2 separate regions of the Mus musculus genome follow, and region 1 is linked to region 2. A link is a contact called in public Hi-C data. All regions are on one chromosome and are shown on one strand. Each heading gives the region's core, a stretch centred on a gene start, on an enhancer-like site or on the middle of the called end of the contact. The rest is flanking DNA. Distances are from core to core; before and after follow the strand shown.

The links. Hi-C and Micro-C count contacts between places; a contact is called where the count stands out from the background.
Region 1: a contact with region 2 is called in a Hi-C map of cerebral cortex, with 2.7 times the contacts expected there. The contact joins the enhancer-like site here to the promoter of Srrm4 in region 2. A contact is called at or near these places in 1 of 39 promoter capture datasets (hippocampal neurons), 1 of 484 Hi-C or Micro-C datasets (cerebral cortex), 1 of 115 datasets of contacts at active chromatin or transcription factors (VIP interneurons) and 2 of 9 other capture datasets (liver and pancreatic islet).

What each region holds. Positions count from the first base shown.
Region 1 is chr5:116,756,432-116,761,412 of GRCm38.p6, forward strand. No RefSeq gene overlaps it. Among named protein-coding and RNA genes, the nearest start is that of Gm29843, 44 kb to the right of the region's middle. Within about 2 kb of position 2,395, at least 9 of the 459 cell types and tissues checked have an H3K27ac peak or open chromatin away from gene starts, as enhancers often do. A contact at or near this core is called in VIP interneurons, cerebral cortex and hippocampal neurons, where this site is marked.
Region 2 is chr5:116,589,941-116,594,204 of GRCm38.p6, forward strand. It overlaps Srrm4 (serine/arginine repetitive matrix 4), which reads right to left and starts at 1,877. Exons shown (of 13, transcript NM_026886.3): 1 at 1,394-1,877. The coding sequence starts at 1,524.

The DNA of each region.
Region 1 (4,981 bases), core at 1,145-3,644, 170 kb after region 2:
TCCACCAGAGGAATTATAGTGTCTAGACACTTCCACCCCAATTCTGGCATGACAGAATAAAATCTCTGAGGGTGTTAAGTACTTCTGTGTTCTTGCCTCAGTTATCCGTGGACCAAGCTATGCAGCTGTGATTGAAACAGAGATGAATCCCCTCAAGTTGCTCAAGGCAGTAACAACTCTTAGGCTGCCATCATGGTTCCTCGGGCTTCATCCAGAAACCCTCTTCTCTCTGGTCTCAGTTTTACAGATGCCTAGGGATACATGCAAAGAACAACCATGACTCTAGAAAGGAATGAGGGATGTGGCCGTGACTTCATCTCTCATGACACACCTTTCTGCAACAGTATTCTTCCTTAGCATTCTTCCTGAAGCCCTGGGCAGATGCCTGCTCTCCATTCACTTCTGATAAATGCTTTAATAAGTTGACCAATCCCATGTGAGTAAAAACTGCAAAAACATTTGATAAATATTTGTTGAATAAGTTAGCCAGTATCTTTACAAAACTGGCAAAGGAGCAGTGCCTACCCAATGAAAATAGATACCTAGAGGCTTGGAAAAACCTTAGTAGATGCCAGGAAATCTCTTTTATTATTAAATATTTGATTTTTTTTCCTCTGTGACTCTGTATATCTGTGTATCTACCGTGTGTGTGTGTGTGTGTGTGTGTGTGTGTGTTGTATGTGTGTTGTGTATGTGGTACTGGTAGAGACCGGAAGAGGGCATCAGATCCCATGGAACTAGAGTTACAGGTGAATATCATTATTAATGTTATATCTGGTCCACGATAGAACAATAAATGGAATTAGTTTCTAATATACACTTTTTTCTCTGTGTTCTCTGGGAAGCCAGCCCTCCCTTCAACTTGGGCAGCATTCTTTAGATATGGAAACCAAGGTTCAAAGAGATGTTTACCACACAGCTTAGAAATGGCAAGCAAGCTATATCTCTCACACTCCAAAACATCAGTGTTTAATCTGTTTTTCCTAACTGGTCAAGCAATAGCCAGATAGACTCATAAAGCTTCAGCCTTGATAATTTTGAAAGATTGGCTTTTAAAACAAAATGACCTAAAAGGTATCATGGTTAGAGAAAATGCTGCTAAGATTTGAATATGAAATGTTCCACAAAGGTTCATGTGGTCTGCCGGAGTCCTCAGTAGCTGCTGCTGTTTTGGAAAGTGTGGGAGAGTCCAGAAAGTGGAATCTAATGAGAGGAAATAGATCACGGAGGGAGAGGGGGCAGGGATTGTGTCCCAGAAGCTATTTTTTTCTCTCAAACACAGACCCTACCCCACAGTGTGACTCTGTGATGCTCCGCCCTGCTCACAGTAGCAACAGAGCAAGATGGACCATGGGCTGAAATCACAGCCCAAATAAATCTTTCCCCCTTTAAGTAGTTTTCTCAGATATTAGTCACAGCAAGGGAAAACACAAGTACCTAGGATGATAATAAGCCCATGGCTGGCAGAGAAATAAATTCTTCTTCTTCTTTTTTTTTTTCCCCCTGTGACAAAGACACCGCAGTACTGATGAGCCTTTGAAAACAATTATCCTACCTGGATCAAGCTGTAACTCACCAGAAGTTGCTGCCTCAGCTGATATCACTTAAAGAGGGTGGTTTGTGCTTTGTATTGTTTTCGGCCTTTCTTGAACTATACTTTTTAAAAGGGACCAGGAGCCCCTGTTGGAAAAAAAATCGATCCCATATTTCCATTTTAATGTAAACATTTAGCGTCCACCGCTTTTCTCAGTATCGCATTAACACTTGAATGCAAACACCATGCCAGAAAGTACTTCAAAGCCTTTCTTTTATTTCTCTTTCTCAGGCAGAGATGGCAAATGGAACAAAATTGTTTCCCAAGTCGATAGTTGACTAAATGCAGTAATCATAGGGGCAGGGGGAGGTGAAGGGTGTGGGGCACTTTATGGAGGGGGCGTAAATACAAGCCCATCAGAAAGCAGTTTCCCCCACAGGAAGCTGCTGCGGGGCTTATTCGAATTCTCAAAGAATCTCTTAAGTTCTATTTTGCAAACATTGCATTCTTCTAAAACCTCGTGGTAATGATAATAAAGACATGAGGTGGGTTTTTTAAACACAGCCAACAGAGGCCATAAATGACTAAACTTCCCTTTTTGTGTTGCTGAGATGACCATCCGAGGTTATCAAGTAAAGGCCTTTGGGCTGGCATTCATGGGATTTGAAAGCAAAAATGCAATTTGGAGTCCAAAGCTGGGTTTCTGCCCTTCCCCTACCTCCTGGGAGTTGGTTTCCTACTTCCCAGACTGGAGAAGGCGGTCAGCCCTCCCCCTAAAAATCACGCCAGCTGTCTGTGCCGGACCACGTCCACCCGTGCGCCAGGTGCAATTGAGGCAATTTAGGCCGATCACCAAGTGCTCCATTTCAGGCAGAAATCCTGCCAAAGTCTCCTACACAAAGCCACATTCCGCACTTCCAGTCCCACATTCCATTTTGCTTGCATTTGTCTGCCGTGATTACCCAGAATTCCAAAACCACTTGGCCCCGTTAAATAACAGTCAGTACGGGAAAAGCCTGAATAACGAAGAGGAGGAGGACGGCTGGAGGTACCAGCTGAGCTCTGAAAATAGACGAGGCCTGGTGAACTCAGGAGAAAGAAGTAGGCTCAGCATCCAGAAAGGCAGGCTCACCCGTGAGGACACTCGGCGTTCAGAGGACATAGGCCATCAAAAGATAGCCCCTACTACCAAACCCAGCTGTCTCGAGGGCATTTCAAGGCAAATGACATCCTTCGCGTTGAATGAAAGCAAGTTGCAAGATGGTGGTGCATATGACATGATTTGTTTGTGTTTGTATACTCTCTCTCTCTCTCTCTCTCTCTCTCTCTCTCTCTCTCTCTCACACACACACACACACACACCTAAAATATTAGTGTTAGTTTTCCACAGCTGCTTTTGTTACAATATAGAAAAAGATGTGGAAGGGTGCACACATGTGCCCGTGCATGTTACAAGGCTGATGTGTGTAGGGAGGTCAGAGGACGGCCTTCGGGAGCTAGCTCTTTACATCTACCAAGTGGGTTCTGGGATGAAACTCAGGTCATCAGCCTTGCTAGCGAGCTCTTTTGCCCTCTGAATCACCTTGCCAGCCCTTTAAGTTTTCAACGACGTATTTTTAATTATGTGTAGGTATATGTGCAAGTGGGTGTGTGCAAATGAATGCAGGCCCCTGTGCAGGCAAGGGGCAGCCTCAGACACCCTGGAGCTAGAGTTACAGTTGAAAGACGCCTGGCGTGTGGTAGGTGCTAGGAACTGAACTCAGATCCTCTGAAAGAGCAGCAAGTGCTCTTCACCACTGAGCCGTTCCTCCAGCCCCAGGGCTGTATGTTTTTAAAGGATAACATAGTTGCATATATGTGTGTGGCTGGAACAGTAGTGTGTGAAATGTTCTTTTGTGGGTACAGGCGCATATGTGCTGAAAGAGTGCCTATCAGAAAAGGGTTCATAGCAAACAAAAACACATGCAAATCCAGCACCCACCCCAGCCTAAGGAGATAGATCAGTAGGTGCTAGGCACAGTTCTGGGCACCCAGGATACCTTTGGAAAGGAGAAAGACAGACTCTCTTCCTCTATTTTCCCCCCACTCTAATAAAAAAGCATGGTCTACACAGGAAGTCTGAAGAAGTTGGGAGCGAAAAGAACTTCTCTCAACAATGGTGGTTGACAAGGTAAGAAAGCCGAGGAATTCGGGAAAAGCCAAGAAAGGAAAAGTCTAGTCTTATTAGGCTAAGGCGTCTGGGCATGTTTCCAGAACAAGATTTTTTTTTTTTTTTTTTAATCAAGGGCACTTTGGTCCCCTACTCGGGTCTGAATGCTTTTATGTACATATGTGGGAAGTCAGTCCCCAGTGTGGTGGGATGAAAAGACAGGGTCTTTGGGAAGGAACTGGGTCATGAGGTGTCTCTGTCCTCATGGGTGGGTGGGATTAATGCTCCGAAGATAGAGGCTGAAGGACTCCTTCCCCACTCCCCCGAGTCACAGCAGCTCTTCCTCCCTGTTTCATCCTGTTTCATCCTGCCTCTTGTTCTGTGACATGCTGCACTTAATTAGGGTTGGGAGGGTGAATGTGTGTGAGGGTCACTTACTGAATCAAGGACAGCACAAGTGGCCGCAGCAGTAAAAAATATGATTCCCCCCACCCCAGACCATTAGAACAACCCATTGGCTGCACTGTAGCATCTCAGAAGAAGGGGCGGGGTCTCATGATCCCCTCCTCCATCCATGACGGACTTCTAAATAAGCCTAGTCTTTCATGTGTTCCCCACTTGCAAAGTGTGCCCAGAAGGAAGGGACAATCTCCTCATGCTCCGAGTGGCCACTCTTCATATCCTCCCATGTGAACCTCCCCACTCTCTCTCTACTCAGCAGCTAGGGAAAGGGGGGGGGGGCGCGGCATCTTCTTCAAGGAGAAGACCAAGCCCGAGTCTTCCAGCATAGCCAGAAGAAAGGCTAGCTCTTTGCCAGAGCCTATGTGTCCTATTTGAGCTGGGCTACGTCGACCTCTCTCGTTGTCTTTTCTAATGGCCAGTAACACTGGCTTTCTGCCTCTTCTTCAAAACTACCAAATGTACTTCCACTTTGAGGCCTTTGTACACACACACACACACACACACACTCCCAATGAATAATAGTAAATACCTGATATTTGCGGAAATGTTTCAAGTTTGTTTTTAAGGTGGAATACCTTGTGGATTATCTCCTCAGGCTTAAGATCAAATGGCCACACCCAGAACCCTCACCTAGTCCCAGCATGCAGCAGGTGGTCTGTGGTCCAGAGACAGAACCTGATCCAGCAGAGTTGAACCTTAATATGTCAGCACAGGAGAGGCAGATTCAGTGACCAGTTGTGAAGCATACCCGTCATGGTCCCAAGGCTGTTGTGTAAAACCAGTGTTCATTTATTTATAACGGGTACCTCAGAGATCCCAAGTGGGATCCCAAGTCC
Region 2 (4,264 bases), core at 627-3,126:
ACCAAAAACCTCTGAGCAAGCAGACAGTGCCAGCTCTAATGACATCTGGTGTCACATGTACCCCTAGACCCCCCTACCTCTCCAGCCGGAATCAGTGGGTTTCTCCCCCCCACCCCCCACCTCCACTCACATGTCTACTCTGCTTATAGGATCTCCATTCTGCTGGTCCTTCTTGCTTCCTGTCTACCCATTCCCCCCACACTGGATGCTCCATTTGTTTAAAAGACCTGCTTGAGCATCAGTCAGAACAAAGAAAAGTTCCTGGATGTGGGCTTACTCTTCTCGGATCTATTTCTCCAGTCAGCCTTCGTCGACCCCACACTTGCTGGGAAGTTCAGAGTTAGTTGGAGCTGGATGAGGCATCTGTCAGAGGCTCTTTTCCCAGACATGTTTTCCATCTAGTCCCTAATGCAGCCTGCCAGGATTAATCAATCCTGCGAGCGCCCCCCCCCCCAGATCGTCCCTTTAACTCTCAGAACCGCTCAGCCAGCAGCAGCAAAAGATGAGTTTTTATACAGCCTTGATTTTCTCTGACAGAGGGCACAGCCCTCTCAAAGACTTCTGAATCTAACGATCTAGGAAAATATTGGGTATTTCTCTGCTGTGGAAGGCTCTGTGCCCCCTCAACCCCCTCTTGTCTTCTTTTTCTCCTGCCTTTGTATTTCTTCCCATCCTCTCCCCTCCTGTCTTTTTTTTTAACTACTGCTCCAGCACCCCAACTCATTCCAAAGTTCAAAGCCACCAGATCCTTAAAAAATAAAATAAAGTAAAACTTTCAGTATTATCTTCATGCTGACTTTGAGCTTTAGAGTTTTGGTTTTGGGTGCTGAAAAAGAAAGAATTCAACACGAGCAGCAGCTTAGGCTAAGACACGGAGGAGGGTGCTGCTTGGAGCGAGCGTATCTGAGGGAATAGCATATGGGCTTTTGTTGAAATGTTCAGAGACCCGCTAGTTTCTGGGCCAAGGGTTAGAATGCTTGTATTGAACACTGGCTGAGCTGAGTTCATGTCTTGTACAGCATCCCCTGACACCTCAAATCCACCACTGCTTTGCTCCCCTGACCTATGCACTTGGCGATAGCTCGAAAAGTTTTCAGTCAAGTACGTACCCCGAGCCACACCGCCCACCCTAAGAAAGCAAGGGGGTTTGCATAGGAGGTGCGGAGTCTGTAGGAGTGTTGTTCCCCGTCAAAAAATTCCTGTCCCTTTTCAACAGCCTCTCCCTTACACAAGCGATAATTTCTCATGTTCCGGCGTGAGATACCGGGTACGACGGGCTTAGTCCAGACACCCTGTTCCAGTTGCCTGCGTCCACCCGTCAAGATTCTGGGGCACAGGCAAGAAAAGGGGGGGGGACCTCCCAGTGTCCCTAACTCATGAACGAGGTCATTACCTTGGCATCGGCTTGCGGGCTGTGATACTGGCGACGATGATGCTCTCGGGACGCGGAGTGGCCACTGCTTTGAAGGTCCCTTTCCAGAACTTCTCAAACAGCTGTTTCTCGCCCTGCTGCAGGCTAGCCATCCTGAAAGCCCAAGGAGCCCGGGAGCCTGGGGCGCTGTCCGAAGTGCTGAAACGTGGATTACAAACCCGATGACACGCCCTGGGCTCCGGGGCGCTGTCCGCGTGAAACCCCCAAGGGGTGGGGTGGGGAGAGATCGGAGTTCAGGGCGGGGGATGGGATAGAACGGGACGTCTCGGGTTAGGCAGGCAGCGGAGAAAGAAGGTGGTTCCCCGGCTGGGTTCACCTCTTGGCTTGGCTCTGAGCTGCGCTGGGAGCAGGCTGAGCTCCGTGTCTTCGGCGAAGCAAAGCTAGCCGGCTTTCTCTACCGCGCAGAGAACAGAGAGGAGGCGACCGGGGCGTCTGCCGTGCGTGCGCGTGTGAGCTCCGGCGCGCCCGGGTTTTGTCTCTTGCACAATGTGACGTTGGAAGGGGAGGCTGGTCGCGCGAGCTGTACTTTCCTCCCTCCCCTTCTCCGTCTCCTCCTTCCCCAGCAACCCCTCCTTCTCTGGCTCAGCCTCCCGCCGCCATCTGCATAACAAAAGCCCGCAGGTCTGAGGAGGAGAAAGGGAGGGGCGAGCGCTTGTCTCTAAGGCCCCGTGGCCACAGAGTTGCGACTCTGACCCCTCTGAGAAGCGACCCCAACACCTCAAACAGAATCAAAAAGGAGATTCTTTCTCTTAGCCCTCACCCTTCCTCCATCGTCGCAGGCCTTCCCCTCAACCCTTACATGCGCACTCCCGGGCCTGGGCCACCTCCCTATCCTTTTGCAAGACTTGGGGAGCATCTTCCATTGAGGGAGCTACTAAAAAATGCCCCACCTATCCACCCACGCCAACCTGCCTTCACCCACCCCACTTCTGGGATGGACTGCCGAGGTCTGCAAAGTGTGTGTGTGTGGGTGCCCCTATGATTTTCTTTACGCCTGGGGGGCTCTTCCACCCCCCCACCCCGAAAATGCCATTTGACGGACAATCCGTCACCAGCGCGGTTTCTCGCCATCTGTCGAGCCGGCCCCCACCCGCAGAGGGGCGCAGCGTCACATCTGTGCTTGCGGCGCTATAAAGGATATCTCTTTTGTGCCTCGCAGCCGGCCTGCTTCGCGTCCCCGCTGCCAAAGCCCTCCAAAAGAACACCCCTCCCCCACCCCCCTGAGAACCCGCAGCCTGGGTGTGAAACAACAGTCCGATTTGGCAAAGAAAGACTGAGGGGGGAAGGGGGGGGAGGGCTTCCGAGGATTACAAGTAACTTTTTGGTCTTTCCATCTTCTTCCTCCCCCCTACTCTCCCAGTCCCAGCAGAGACTCAGAATCTCAAACTCCAGATGCGCAGGCAGTAGACAACAATGTCTCCCCGTTTTGCCGTAAGGGTCTTCTTAGGGAAGATATCTTAGTGAGATTTCCCCAGCCCATTTCTCCTCTGGAGCCTTTTAATACTTGGGAGTTTCACCTACCGCCAGGGTTTAAAAGTGAAACTCCTACAAGGAGCTTCTGCTAAGTCTTACAAACCTCCAAGCACTGACACCGGGTTCCACCCTGAAGGCAGAAAAAATTCTCTAATTTTTGTTGACCTAGTAGCAGTGGGGAGCGAAGACACCCCCACCCCCACCCCCAACATCAGTGCGAACTTTGTAAGTAAGTCCTTTGTAAGAGAATAGGAGGTACACGGAGGGGGGAGCAGAGTAGGGGAGAGGAGGACAGGATGGGGCAAGAGAAGCCGGGACACAGGAACAAGGAGTGAGCGTTGGCCTGGAAGAGGCTACAGGAGGAGTTTGTGTGTGATGGCTGTGTGTGATGGCTGTGTACCGGTTTAGGAGCGCCAAGCGCTCACTCCGCAGTGACCCCTTCTGGTCAGTAACTAGAAGTGCATTTTGTTGGCTTTTAAAGGGAGTAGCAGAGATTAGGAGGTGGGATGGGGTTGGGGCTGGGAGACTTGAGGACAGAGGAAAGTAAACCAGGGAGTGAACTTTCCATGTCCTGATCCCCTGCATTCAAATTCCTCATTCTTAGATTGCGTCTAGGACCTAGCAACCCTTGGATGGCTGTCACTTTAAAAGCCATCGAGCTGTCTTCCCTCTTAGCCTTGACTATTTAAAGAGAGAGAAAAAAAAAACAGTAATCAGGTCTGGGAGAGCACTCTGGGAATAAGAGGCATACAAGACTGGAGCTAGGCAAAGTCTACAAGATGCCAATGAGCCCATGCTTCGAAGCAGACAGTGCTGTGGTTTCCAAGTTGTGTGCCTCCTCGAACAAGCTCAGGGCTTAGCACCCAGACTTTCAGCGAGTGACCTCAGTTGTTGTATTAGTAATTGTCTTGTTACTGTGAGCAAATCCCTGATAAGAAGCAAACTAGGGGACGAAGGCTTTATCTGGCTCAGGGTTTGATTGAGTCCATCATGGCGTGTGGGTTGGGGACGGGGAAAGCATAGGAACCTGATGGTCCTGTTACACCGTGGTAAGAAGCCGAGGGAGATGAAAGTTGCCGCTCATCTTTTTTGGATCCTTTTTACAAAATCTGGAACAACAGGTCCATCTCTACTCAAAGCGTGTCGGGCTATTTGTCTGACTCGCCGCTGGGATGCCCAAATGCCGCTTGAAAGCCACTCTGGGGAGGCAGAACACTGTCAGTAATAGGGCTCCCAGCCTGTGATTTCCCAGATGAGGATGTGAAACAGCGGGGTTTGGGACAGATGCTGTGGGGTTTGGGACGGATGCTGTGGGGTTTGGGACGGATGCTGTGGTTCCCTATCTGCTGTGTTCTCAGA